Regions from separate parts of the Sus scrofa genome. Here region 1 is linked to region 2. A link is a contact called in public Hi-C data. All regions are on one chromosome and are shown on one strand. The core of a region is the stretch at or near the end of the contact, and the rest is flanking DNA. Distances in the headings are between cores, read along the strand shown. Region 1 holds the start of MYZAP (myocardial zonula adherens protein). Region 2 holds the start of POLR2M (protein GRINL1A).

Region 1 (6,640 bases), core at 349-2,848, 120 kb before region 2:
TTTTTTCATTTGCAAATTGAGGATGATAACAGTAACCACTTTGGGGGTCATGGTGAGAATTTGATGAGAAAAGGCATATGGAACACTTAGAATACAAACATAGCTGGAGTGGTGGTGATGACAGAGATGGTAAAGCACAGGCTGTGTGACTTATGTAAAGTCACATTTATGCTGGCCTCAGTTTCCTCATCTGCAGAAGGAGAAAATCTCCTAGGATCATTTGGAATTCTGTTCAGCAGCATTTCTTGAGTATCTTCTGTGTGGGTGCCACACTGGGGATTCAGAGAAGGGTGAGGCTGGTCCTTTGCCCTCAGGATGCTCACTCCAGGGGAAAGGAACGGACACATGCATAGATGACTCTAACAGAACACATGGTCTCAAAGAGCCGCAAGATTCATGAGTGTAAGTGTTTAGAACAGGAGAGCTCTGGAGGGCTTGGTAGGGAGGCAGTGTTGGGGCTTTGAAGGATGATTATAGAGAAATTGTCTTCCACTGCTAAGAAACATATATCTTCAGGGTAAAGGCCAAACCCTTCAGCTAGGCACACCAGGTTCTTCATGATCTGGCCCAGGGCCTTCTGTTGCTTGTCTACCATCTGCCTCTTGCACTGTATTTTCAGTCTCTAAAAAAATTGCATCAAACCTTTCACCGTCTTTGCAAGTGCCAATTCTTTTGGCCTGGAATTCCCTCCTCCCTTCGCTAGGGGGCAGCAGAGCAGATAAGCAAGGCATTAGGGTCATACTGTGAGGTTTGCAGCTTTGCCACTTTCCAGCCAGTGGGGCCCCTGCTGTCTTACATAATCTCTTGGTGAGTCAATGTCCTCATTTGCAGAATGGGGATACATGATAATAACAGTGCCTACCTCAAACTGTAGTTGTGAGGATTAAATGAGGTGATACATGCAAAGAACTTGCTAGCTGGAGTCTCAGGAACCACTGAATAAATATGAGCAGTTTTGATGAACACTCTATGCCTGGCCTGCTTCCACTTGTATTTCAGGTCTTAGGTCAGTCATCACCTCCTCTGGGAGGACTTTTCCTACACAGGCTAACTCCCAAGGCTGCGTTGTGAGCTCCCAAGAGTATCACTTCTACCAAAGCACTTCCACCTGCCAGCTCTCGGTATCCCCACCAGATTGCAAACTCCATAGGACAGGAGCCAGTCCATTGTGTTGGCTGCTGGGAGGGATACATGATAAGCACTCAATAAATACTGAGTGAATGACATGGGGTGAGTCCCCAGCGATCCCACAGCCTCTTGGGGCAGCTAGGGGTGGAGACGGGTGGCTGAGAATTGTGAGGATAAACGGGCCGGTGGACCTTGACACCACAGGCTGTAGAAAGAACTTGGGGTCCAGGAGGTTCAGGGCTCCTTCTGCTCCAGGATTGACGCCAGGAGGGCACAGAACCGTGGAGGGTAGTTGTCGGCCAACTTTGGCCAGGTCTGCGCCCTGGGAGGAAGAAAATGCAGCTTGACGGGTCCAGCAAGTGAACGGGCCCGCCCCGGCTCCTCCCCCGGCCCGGCCCCCTGCCCCGCCCCCGACCCGCCCCCGCCTGGCGCTAAAGGCCTGCGTCGCTCCCACCCTCCCCTCCTGCAGCTGGGCGGGCCAGCGGGTTTATTCCACCCGGGAGAAGCGCACACCAAGCCGCCACCAGCGCTGCTGCGGGATGCTGCGCTCCACGTCCACCGTCACTCTGTTCTCGGGCAGCGGCTCCAGGACGCCAGGGGCGCCCAGCAGAAGGGTGAGTAGTTGGGATTGGGAGCCACCGCTGTCCCGCTTCCCCATCCAGGCCTCCAGTTTGTCGGGGTCTGGGGATGAAGACACAGGGGAACCCGGCCCTTGGCCATGATACCCTACCCAACTCAACTTTAGGTCCTGCCCCAACTCCAGAGGAGCCCCTTCTTTTCTCTGCCTGAAGTGGCCCCACTCGTTCGAAACGTTTAGGGGACTTTCTGGAATTCCCAGAGATTTCCTCTCCCTTCCTGTCTCCTCTGTCAAGTCAAGTGTATTGGTGGCACCAGTTTAAAAAGCAAGGGGAACATTTCTGCGTCGTTCCTATCTTGAGACTCAAAGGTAATGAATGTCTTTAATACCAACACTTTCCTCCTTCCCACAACGAAAAAAAAAAGAGCCACTTTCCCCCACTGATGTTAGAGTAACACTGCTATGGACTGGGCTTAACCAAGACAGGCTTCATTTTACAAAGTAGAGATTAGCAGCTGGCCACCTAGGAGCCCAGATGTGGGACTTGGATTTATGCAAACAGCTTTCTTCTTTCTGATTTAAGTATTTGCAGCCGTAGGCAGAGTTTAAAAAGCAAGGGGAACGCATCTCCAAGGAGGTTGCCCTTTGGAAGTGCTTTAGCTGTTTCTTTGCTATCTTTGTTGCATCTTTTCTCACCTCTCCAGATGCTCTGTGAAAGAAATGCTAACTACATCCAGGTTGCATCCTTCCCGTTTCATATTTCTTCCAGGATCCATGCCTCCAGAGTACACCACCAGGGCCTTGATTCGTGCCCTTTTTTTGGTTCATCCATTCATTATGATATTTGGTACTTAACATTTGCGTGCCTATTTTCTGGGGTTGAAACTTCTCTAATTCTAGTTCCCTGGGGTTTAGCTAAACAGGTGGTTGAGTCCAAGCCATGGCTCCCTTTGGTACTCCTCTCTGTTCTCTAGTCTTGTAGATGTGCTTGTTTGATTTTTTGTATCTTAACCAGGTGACTAGCAGTCACCTTCAGAGCTGTCTTTCTTTAGCTCTAGGAGAAAGACACTGTGTTACTCTTGGGTGTGGGCCAAGTGATAGGTTCAGATGTGGGCACGTGTGTACCCCAGACACTCAGGCTTGACAGAAGTCTGGTTGTCCAGTCATTAGCTTCGTAAAGCTATATCGCCATTAGGTCCAGGTGGGTTTCCAAGCGCAGTCCCAGCCTTACATCAAGATGAGTATTTGCCTTTGTTCTATGGAAATCCTTCTCGGTGGGAACATAATTGCAATTGAGAAAGAATGAAGTCACTCAAAAGCTACCCCTGAGCCTGGACAGGGTCATGTGTGGGACCAGACTGTGTAGACTGCGTGAAATTCTCTAGATCCCTCTTCAGAGCAGGGCACTAGTACAGTGGCTGGAGTGATATGGGTGGATCCAGATGTGATGGGTATAGTAAATAAACTTTCTGAAGTTTTTTTTTTTTTTTCCTCAAATACTTACTTTCAGGTATTTCTTTGGTTGAACGTGCTGTGGTGTCCGGCACCATAAACATACTATTGAGAAGGCTTTGCCTTTTGAATAAGACAACTGAAATACTTTGGACTGGAGGGCTCAGTGCCCTGAGTTAGACTACGAAGGGTTGCTCTGAGCACACAGATATTTGTTCTGGAAAGAAGACATGAAAGGGTTTCAGGGGTCCCTTAATGATTTCCAACTCTGCTCATGATTTTCAAGTGGTGCAAGTACTGTGTTTATAAGTGTGTGCACAGCGGGGAACTGTGGTCTTTGATTGATACATTAAAAAACGTTTGTAGATCTTTGCGATGTGGGGTTAGGTATTGGGGTCCACTCTACCTGTGGGGGCAGACAATGTCACAGACTACTATCATACAAAGTGATGGTTGTAACAGTGAGTGTCGACAAGGTTATATGAAAGCTAAAAGGAAAGGTTCTCAAAGCATCGTAGGAAGACCTCCCCCTGCAGGAGACATTTGAGTTTAGTCTTGCAGGATGAGTGGAAATTTGTAGGGCAATTGATGTCATTGGGATGGTGAGAAAAAGGAAAGATCATCCTTCTAAGGGAACTCATGGCATATACTGTATGACAAAGGCATATGGGACCTCTTTAGGGCAGAACACTTAATTTTTTTAAAAAAACAAGAACAGGATGTCTTGAAAGTAAGACTTCAAGGCCAAACAAGTGAAAAGTGAAAAAGTGTTCCTGGAGTTAAAAGTTTTTTTTTTTTAAATAAACTCTGTATTGTTTTGTCTTTCTTCTCTGATATTGGACAAGTGATGGTCTTGAAAAAAAAAAAACACGTTAGCCATTAAAATAACATTTCTGTTTCATCCAAAGAGCTTACCAAATTAGGGACTGCAGAAGAACCAGGATGTGTTGGGCCAGACATTCAAGCCAACCAGAAATGGAGGTGACAGCTGACACTGAGCAGGGAGTTCTCTGAGTCAGCTGCCCAGGGTGGTGTGTCCAGACTAGACTGTCACTAGTTATTCGTTCAATAGCTGCCACCTACAATTTGCACTTCCTCCTTATCTGAATTCTCTCAAGGGAAAAAAAAAAAAAAAACAGGTGGGAGAGTAATTTCTGTCAGCTGATAAACAAAGCTCTGAGAGGCCTTTATGGATGCCAACCAGCAGGGGTTGTAAAATTAAAAAAAAAAATCTGCCTTCCAACCAGTTGTGCACTAAAAATAGTTTTATCTATGGCAACAGCAGGAAGATAAATTGGCTGGAGAATAACCATAGACAGATTGATGACCTTGGAGAATGGGAGAAAACATTTTTAAAAATATTGACATTGCTTCATGATTTTGAAAGGAATTTCGTCAACGCCATTAATTGCACCAAATGAGACTTTGCAATGGAAGGTCAGTGGTATGGCCAGGTTGTATGCTTTGGGGTGGGGGAGGGCACCTGTTGCTTTGCGAAGCCAAATAATTCTTCTTAAGCTGTTCAGCGAGGGTGGTGTAAGATGATAAATTTGCCAAGGGTTTACCCTAGCACAGTGTTCTTGCCCATATTTCTTTGTATTTGGCAAATGTTTCCTGTGTTAAAAACTGGAATGGGCCTGCCAGTCATTACTTCTACTCTCCTGGGTCCCGTTTCTGTCTGATTGGCTTTAAATAAAGAATTCTCCTTAGCTGGCTAGTGAATGGGTCACACAGGTGTTTACTTCACTTCCTTTCCTTTCACAGAAACATCTGTGTGTGTAACTTCTGTGTCGCCCTATGGGGCTCTGAGGAAGGGACACAGGGCGTTGTAGGACCTCTGTGTCTGGTGGAAGGAAGCTGGCTGCAGCTTCCCCCAGAGAGGGGGTGGGCAGGGGGCCCAGTGTACCCAGAAAACAGACTGGCTCCCCCCTCCCCCAGCCCTCCTGAGCCAGCCCCTGAAAGGCCCATTTGAGGGATTTTGGAATCCTGGCGTCCCCAGGGTTTAGCCAGAAAGCCTTTGCCAATAAAAAGTGAGAGTTGGAGTCTTTGCTGTGGCGCAGCAGGATTGGCGACATCTTGGGAGTGCTGGGATGCAGGTTCAATCCCCGGCCCAGCACAGTGGGTTAAGGATCTCGTGTTGCCGCAGCTGTGGCTTAGGTCACAACTACAGCTCAGAACTGATCCCTGGCCCAGGAACTCCGTACACCATGGGGTGGCCAAAAAAAAAAAAAAAAAAAAAAAAAAAAAGGATCCAGCATTGCCACAGCTCTGGTGTTAAAGTTGCTGCTTCAGCTCAGATTCAATCCCTGGCCTGAAACTTTTATATGCCATGGGTTTGGCCATTACAAAAAAAAAAAAAAAAAAAGTGAGAGTCGCAGGCTCAGGAAAGATGTCCCAACCTCTCTGTTCAGTGATCTTTCTGTATGGGAGGTAGGATGAAGGGACCTGAGTTCTGGGGGTCCTAAAGGAAACCCGAGACTTGGAGGCTGGTATTCCCACTGAACTTCTGCTCACTGAGGACACCTTTTCAAGTCAGCCTCAAAAATTGTAGAATTGAGGGCAGGGAGCTGTGGATCCAGGGCCAACTAGCTAGAGACCATAGTGAAATGTTTCACTTGTCTCTCACACAGCCATCTCTCAGCCTAAAACTGGTTGGTCCCGCATTCCCCAGCACACGAAAGAGTCACACAGAGGTAATCACCTCTTTCCTTCCTTAGATGAGTGACATTTCCGGAAGTGTCAGTCACACTGGTGACTCTTTTTTGTCCTTTAAGGCCAGAGTGAATGCAAATCCAGTCACGCAACTCCTCTGCTTCAAGGGCCCCTTCAGTACTGCTGAGAAAAAGTATAAACCTTTTGTTTAGCACCCAGGCCCTTCTGATCTGGCCTTGACCTCCCAGTCCCCCTCGTCATGCATGCTCTTTCCATGTATTCCCGGGTATTTGCTGTTTTCCACGCTTTTGATGCCTTTCCTCACCTCTGCCATTTTTCATGCTTCTCCTCTGATGAGTCAGCTCCTCCCAGAGAGCCTGCCCCAAGCCCCCCTTTTATGTGTCCCCTAGAAGCCTGTGCACCCCATCACTGCTTGTACTTGTGATTAACTAACTACTAAGGCGAGAGTTTGGGGACCCTCCCTCCCCAGGCCTGGTGTCATAGGTGCCTAAAAAGAAGAGTGTCACCAGGGTCCTAAAGGAGCCACATGTAGACTTGAGCTGGCAAACAGGAAAACAGGAAGAGAAGCTGGGGCTGAAGCCGGCTCATGCCCTCTGGCCCACCTGGGCAGGAAGCAGGTGCCCTGCGGGTGGGAGCGCTGGCCCAGGTGAGGCGGCTGACAGCTCTGGGAAGGCTTCCACGTATTCCAGTTGCTTCATCCTGTTGCACTGTCGGAGTGTCACTGCTTCAGTGAAGTCAGGGGTTCTCAACTCTGATGACACAGGAAAACCAAGACGCTTAAAATACCTCCGCCCAGGCCCCACCCCAGAT
Region 2 (6,941 bases), core at 1,452-3,951:
AGGCAAAAACGAGCCTCCCCTCTCCTCAGTCAGTTCTCTCACCCTGAAGGACGGTCATCAATCACACCTTGATTTTTCTAACGATACTACTGGGCTCTGTATTTGTTAGGATTCCTCAGACAAACAGATCCAAGAGTATGTGAGTTTGTGTCTACACACAGTCCTATCAGCCATTATGAGAGAGAGAGATGCATTTTAAGGAACAGCTCACACAATAATCACTGCAGGGTAGGCCTACAGGTGAGAGCCCAGGAACTTGCAGTTCAAGTCTGAAGGCTGCCTACTAGCAGAATTCCTTCTTGCTCAGGGGAGGTCAATCTTTCTTAAGAGTTTCAATCCATTAGATAAGGCCTACTGACGTTATGCGGTGGGTGGTGGGGGAGGCAATATGTTTTACTCAAAGTCCACTTTTTTTTTTTTTTTTTTGCGCATTTTAGGGCTGCACCTTTGGCATATGGAAGTTCCCAGGCTTGGGGTGGGATCAGAGCTGCAGGTGCTGGTCTATACCACAGCCATAGCAAGGCCAAATTTGAGCTGCATCTGTGACCTACACCACAATTCACAGCAATGCCAGATCTTTAACTCATTGAGCGAGGCCAGGGATATGGAACCCACATCCTCATGGATACTAGTTGGGTTATTAACCTGCTGAGCCACAATGGGAACTCCTGAATGTTAATCTTAGCCAAAAAAAATATCTACGGAAACATCTAGAATAATGTTTGACCAAATTTCTTCACTTGCTAAGCCTCTTGATTACCGATTAGAGAACTAGGCAGCTGGTGTACTCCTTGTTAAGAATTCATATTATTATGTCAGCTCCAAATCCAAAGCTATGTTGTGTAAAACATTCTACTACTACTGAAAATATCTTCATAGTAATTATGGTTAATGTTTACACTAAAAGTTTAAGATTAAGAAGGGGACTAGGGCGAAAGGTGGAAAGAAAGATTAGAGGGAGATTCCACCAATTAGTACCTGCTATGTGCATTAGGGAGATAGAAAAGTACAGCTCCTAAACACAATTCTCGACTTCGGAAGTTTGTTAGAAAAGAAATCATCATGCACAACACAACTGGAGAAGCATATGGTCCAATCACTAGTTATACTCCGAGACCAATTTGGGCTGGAATAACTTAAGAAGGTTCAGAGAGGAGATGAGACCTGAGCTAAGATTTATAATGGGCCAGGGGAAAAGCAACAGTCTTCCACAAAAGGAAAACAGCTGGGGGCAAAATCCCTAGGCTTGAGAGAAAAGTATCCTTTTCTCTGAGGCTTGAGAGAAAAGCAAGGTGAGGGCACCAGTGGCCCAGGATCACAAGGAATTACTACCATGGCAGGGAATAAAGGCCTTCAGGTGAGGTCCAGGGGCAGGATGATGATGGTTTTGCAGGAGCTTGCCAGGGGACAGCTAACTGATAAAGGCCTTACTCAAATGTTTCTCACTTAGCCAGGGCTGGAGCAGGTTAGTGAAATCCTTGGGCTTAAAAGCAGGCCTTATGTTGAGAATGTTAATACATTAGTTAAAACTGATCAGAATGGACCAGATTACAAGGACACAAAAACGGTTTCAACTGTGCACCCTGAAGCAGTTTCCGATTTTATTTAGAGCTTCTGTCTGATTGGGAGGGAATTGCTTGTGTTTATCATATCACCTTACAAAAGACTGAGAAAATGTAAATTTTCCATATCAAAGAAGGGGGAGGCTGGTGTTGGAGGTTATGGGGTTTTTCAAACCTCCCAAGTGATGTATGCTGTGAGACTAGCATGCTTCCTACTATTTCCTTTGGGAAACAGCCCTCCTAGCTTAACTATTAAGAGAAGCTAAGCACTAGATGTGATGCTTACTGCATTGCTTTCCTCAACAGCTTAAAACACCTTCTTACAGTTTGGAAGATTTTCAAACTGGTGTGGTAGAGCAGCTGGGCTTTTGAGTTTAATATCTGGTGTTGTCACTTACTAGTTTCATGCCCTGGGAAAACTTACATCAGTTTTTGTCTGTTTTTCTGCAGGAAAATACGGAATTGTGAGAGGTTCTCAACTGGCTTGTACAGCACCTCCCACCCCATCACCTCTTGCGGGCCTTTGGAATTGTGTGTATGAGCGTGCTGGGGATGGTAGTGGGTGGGATGCGTTTGGTACTGTTATAAGGACTCAGGAGTGCTAAAGCAATTAATGCACAGAAGCCAAATACCAGATATGCAATGCCTAATTCAGTGCCGCAAAAGAAGACTCCTGCTCCAAACGCCGGAGCCTCATTAAGAAACGCTGGTAGTCCTTAAAGGTTCTTCCAACGTTAATATCTGCTAACTTCACTGAACCTCGGACTAGGCGGGCCACGCCATGGGCCGGGGCCTCCCATGCCCTATCCGGCACATTCCCCAACATTATCAATGGTAACTCATCACTCAGATTTCCTCTTGTACTTCTCAGATGCCAGGGCCCATCGTACAATTATATTGTTTGACTGTCACCTGATAAGCATCTGACCCTCTCCCCCACGCGGTAAACACCTTAACAGTTGGGAGCGGGGCACTCACCAAATACTTTCTGAATAAACAGGCGAAGAGCTGAAACTGGTAACAGACTGACCACGCCAAACATGCCCGGCCGGCGTGTGACGTCTCACCGCAACTCCCGCCTCTTCCCGCCCCTCCGGCCACCCCCTCCTCCCTGTCCGTGTTTGTTTCCGGCGTTTCAATAAAGCTCGATTCGGCTAGAAGAAGCCCTGTTCTTCCGGGAAAATGGCGACTCCCGCTCATTCGCCGGAGTCCCTGCCCGCCGCGGATCCGGCGCCCGCAGCGGGAGCTGTCGCGGACGTCGAGTGCCCGCCGCCTCGCCAGCCTCAGCTCCCGCAGAATGTCCTCGCTGCCTCGCGGCTTCGAGCCCCAACCTCCCGAGGACTTGGGTCAGCGGAGTTTGGCAGAGCTGCGGGAAACGTTGAAGCGCCAGGAGAGACTTTTGCGCAACGTGTAAGCCTGGGTCCCGCGGAGTCACCGCCGGTCTCCTTGGGTTCGGGCTAGCCGGGACGCGCCCCTCCCCTCCCCCACCCCGATCCTTTCCTCGGAAGGTGACCTTGTCACAGTCAGCTCTTTGCGAGGTCCGCGGGCGAGTAGCCGGCCTACAGCCGTAGAGCTGACCGCGTCCAGCCAGGCATGGAGCGCATGTGGGATGGCTTCCCGTGCTCCTCCTCGTTTTACGTACTCAGCTTCTGTGTCGGTTTTCCGAACGGACGGTCTGTATCCCAAATTTTTTTGCCTTTGCCCACCACCCCAGTCGTGCCCCAAACATCCTGTCAATTTCATCTCTAGATTCTCTTTTTACAGGAAGTGGGAAGAGGGGAATTAAAAAAATGGCTTATAGGCAAAGAAAGTTTGGCTAACATTTAGATGATAGAGTTAATGGAATTTAGCAGAGGATCGATATAATGAACATGATTTTTTTTTAACCTTATTTTAGCAGGTTTGTGCAGGATAGTTTTGAGGGAGTAAGAGGCAGAAGACAGTAGGAGAATATTTTCAGAGAGCCTCTCGACAAGGAGGTTTAAGAAAGTGAACTAACTATAAGGGTCATTGTAGGATTGGGAAAATTACATCAGATATGGAATAATTTGATGTGTAGTTGACAGAGACGGCTGAAGTTTCTTGCCTGTACTGGAGGCACTAGTAATAAAAATAGAAAAGTTGGGGAGGGGAGTAGATCTGAGGTTGATTTCACTTAGGGGAGCTGGGTTGATAGAAGTTGATTCTATCAGGTTAAAAACTGGAGAAGTGGTCATGAGGCTTAAGAGAGAAGAAGGATGGGAAAATAGAGGCATCCTAACTGGAGAGGGATGTTTAATAGTTAGAATTGGGGGCATGAATATAGTGTCATAAAGAGTAGAGGGCATGAGATGTAACTTTCCCTCCCCATTTATTGGGTGGCTAAAGAAAAGAAAATCAGAAAAGGAACTTCTATCACTCAGCAAAAGGGACAAGTGATCACTTGGGAGCTTCCTAGTAAAGACAACTATTTTGACTTCGTGAGAATGGTTTTTTTTTTTGGTTTTTTGTTGTTTTTTTTTTTAAGGGCCACACCATAGCATATGGAGGTTTCCAAGCAAGGTGTCAAAACAGAACTGTAGCTGCTGGCCTACAGCAACACCAGATCCGAGCCACGTCTGCAACCTACACCACAGCTCATGGTAACGCCGGTTCCTTAACCCACTCAGAGGCCAGGGATCAAACCTGCGTCCTCATGGATACTAGTCAGATTCCTTTCTGCTAAGCCACGAAGGGAGCTCTGAGAATGGGTTTTTAATCTGTAAGTGGCAAATTAACTTTTTGTTCTCCAGACTACTTTTACGCTTAAGCATCCTGAAGAGCTCTTGTCTTATATGTGGTATATCTACTGATATTTATCATTGCCTTAGGAATTACAAGTGAGCATCTTTAAAAGACAAGTACACACATTCTATTAATCCTCAGAGCAGTGGTATCATCACATATGAGGTGGCCTCTGCAAACCTTTCCTGTGCTGATGGTAAGCAAAGGAGAATGAAAATGGCAAAGAGTGTCTTAGTGTTATATAGTTTTGACCCTGCAGGTCCATCTACCTACCCTCCCCAGGAAGGTCTTGCATATCACACGTCTAAAAATTGCTAATTTGGGGGATGTCTTTTAATGAGTATCATATGCTTAAAATACTTTTGCTGAAATTCTAATTAGATGAGACACATGAGGCATATTTCCTATTCATGCAGCCACTTGTTTTTTTTTGGGGGGGGAGTATTTGGATAATGATTCTCTTATTTCATTCCTAATTGGGGCCAGTTGGAAATCAGATTTTTTACTTAAAGATCAGCTTTTCTCCCTTTGAGAATAATTCTTTGTCTTTATATCTCAAGTTTAAAAACAGGGCTCTCTCACATATGCCTGTTCTTTTCCTTTTGCCAGAAAATTCATTTGCAAATTGCCCGACAAAGGTAGAAAGATCATAGACTCTGTCGCCAAACTGAAAGCTGCCATTGAAGAACATGAAGAAGTTAGAGGGGGAAGTGACCTCTTTCATCCCGTTAATTTAGACTGTAAGTGGAGGACAAAAGCAAGTACAGTTGTTGATGTGGCAACAGATACGGCCCAGAATTCTGACCAGATACTTGATACTTCATCACTAGTTCCTGGCTGCTCCTCTATAGCTACCATCACGTCGTCTCAGACAACCTCACAGCGGGGCCTGGTCCATCCTACTCATGGAGGCAATGCTGAGGCCCCTGAGCCCGAACACTCAGTGAGCAAGTGCCCACCTTCCAGCAGCAGAGCCGCTGTGCCTTCCTCATCTGAAGCCAGTGAGCGACTCCCTCAGCATCACATTTCAAGTCAAGTAGAGGATCATTCTAGCAGCTCGGAGAACCTGTTTATTGATAGATTGCAAAGGATCACTATTACAGACCCTGGTGAACATCACTCAGAAGGAAACCCGAGTCTGGAGAACTTGACTGGCCTTTGGCGTGGGCCACAGAAGAAGCCTCATTACATGGAAGTGTTAGAAATGCGAGCAAAAAATCCTCTGCCCCTACCACATAAATTTAAAACCAATGTGTAAGTACCATCGGAAGCAGGCTTGTCACAGGAGCATAAAATTATTCAACTCCAAAATTTGGTGGACTTGGTGTGAGAACTGCTTGTACTTAAGAATGAGCTTATTGTGGAAATAGTGAAACTAGCCTGGCTGAAGTGGAGGATTCATGTTGAAAATGCTTTAGGTTTTTTAGCCAAATAATTGAAAGGTTTTCAAAAGCAGATGGAGTATTAAATTTCAGGATCCTTAGGGAATATTTCACATTAAACACAGAATTAGAGAATTCATTATGATTTTTTCCAAACCATTTTCTGGCATATAGCTTCCCTTTTGATTAGACTATAAGCTAAGGGGAGAACAACTGCAGGAGCTGATGGGCCTTCTCAGTAAAAACTATTCGTGTGCTCATTGCATGTAAGCTGCGGGTGCTGTGGCTGCATAAGAGTAAAGATTCTGCTCCTCATTTAGCATCTAGATAAGGATGCTAGGCTTTCACACTTAGAAGAACATTAAACTGTATAATTCTAAGGGGAAAGGAGCTGAGAAGGGATTAAAAAAACTGGAAATAGATTTGGGCAGGAGGGGCAAATTAACCCTGCTTCTAAATTCCTTGTCTTTTTTTTTTTTTTTTTTTTAGGGCTGCACCTGCAGCATATGAAAGTTCCTCAGGCTAGGGGTCAAATCTGAGCTGCAGCTACCAGCAACAGCCACGTCAGATCTAAGCCAAGTTTGCAACCTACACTGCAGCTCACGGCAACGCCAGTTCCTTAACCCACTGAGTGAGGCCAGGGATCGAACCTGAGTCCTCATGGATACTAGTTGGGTTCTCAATCCGCTGAGCTGCAATGGAAGCTCCTAAGTTCCTTGTCAGAGTTTGGTTTCTGAGATCTCCGGAAAAACAAAAGCTCTTTGAAGAGAAAGGCATATTGTTTACTTATATGCAAACAGCATGCAAATTAGAGCAGCAACAATATCAAGTCAAGGAGTAGATGTATAAGAATGTAACACAGATACACAGTCCAGTCACTACTGCCTTTCCTTTTAAAACTGAAACCCTATAGGTAAAAATACCTAAAACCAATTTTAATTGTTATAGAGACTTTAAAGTTTAATCTTCTAAAGGATTACTTTTTTTTTTTTTTAAAGTAAACTTTGATTAAATAATTGCTCATCTTGTGTGTGGTAAAGTATGTTTCCTCACTTTTAGGGAGACATAAAATGAGAAGCATCATCTAGTCAATACATACAACAGAGAATACACTGGTCCTGGTTCTGTATTATGGTCATTTAGCTGGAAGTGGAGGAGGGTAAGAGAATATCACTGAGGGCTCTCAGGTGATATTTACAAGGGAGACAGACAGAGGTGCAGTTATCAGAAAAGG

The links. A called contact is a pair of places that touch in the nucleus more often than the background predicts.
Region 1: a contact with region 2 is called in a Hi-C map of heart right ventricle, with 2.2 times the contacts expected there. The contact joins the promoter of MYZAP here to the promoter of POLR2M in region 2. A contact is called at or near these places in 1 of 5 promoter capture datasets (liver) and 1 of 47 Hi-C or Micro-C datasets (heart right ventricle).

What each region holds. Positions count from the first base shown.
Region 1 is chr1:114,381,376-114,388,015 of Sscrofa11.1, reverse strand. It overlaps MYZAP (myocardial zonula adherens protein), which reads left to right and starts at 1,598. Exons shown (of 13, transcript XM_021094625.1): 1 at 1,598-1,742. The coding sequence starts at 1,668.
Region 2 is chr1:114,262,622-114,269,562 of Sscrofa11.1, reverse strand. POLR2M (protein GRINL1A) reads left to right here and starts at 2,701. Exons shown (of 4, transcript XM_005659563.3): 1 at 2,701-2,972; 2 at 4,935-5,579. The coding sequence starts at 2,860. It overlaps LOC102160652 (a long non-coding RNA gene), which reads right to left and starts at 2,876. Exons shown (of 4, transcript XR_300957.3): 1 at 2,541-2,876.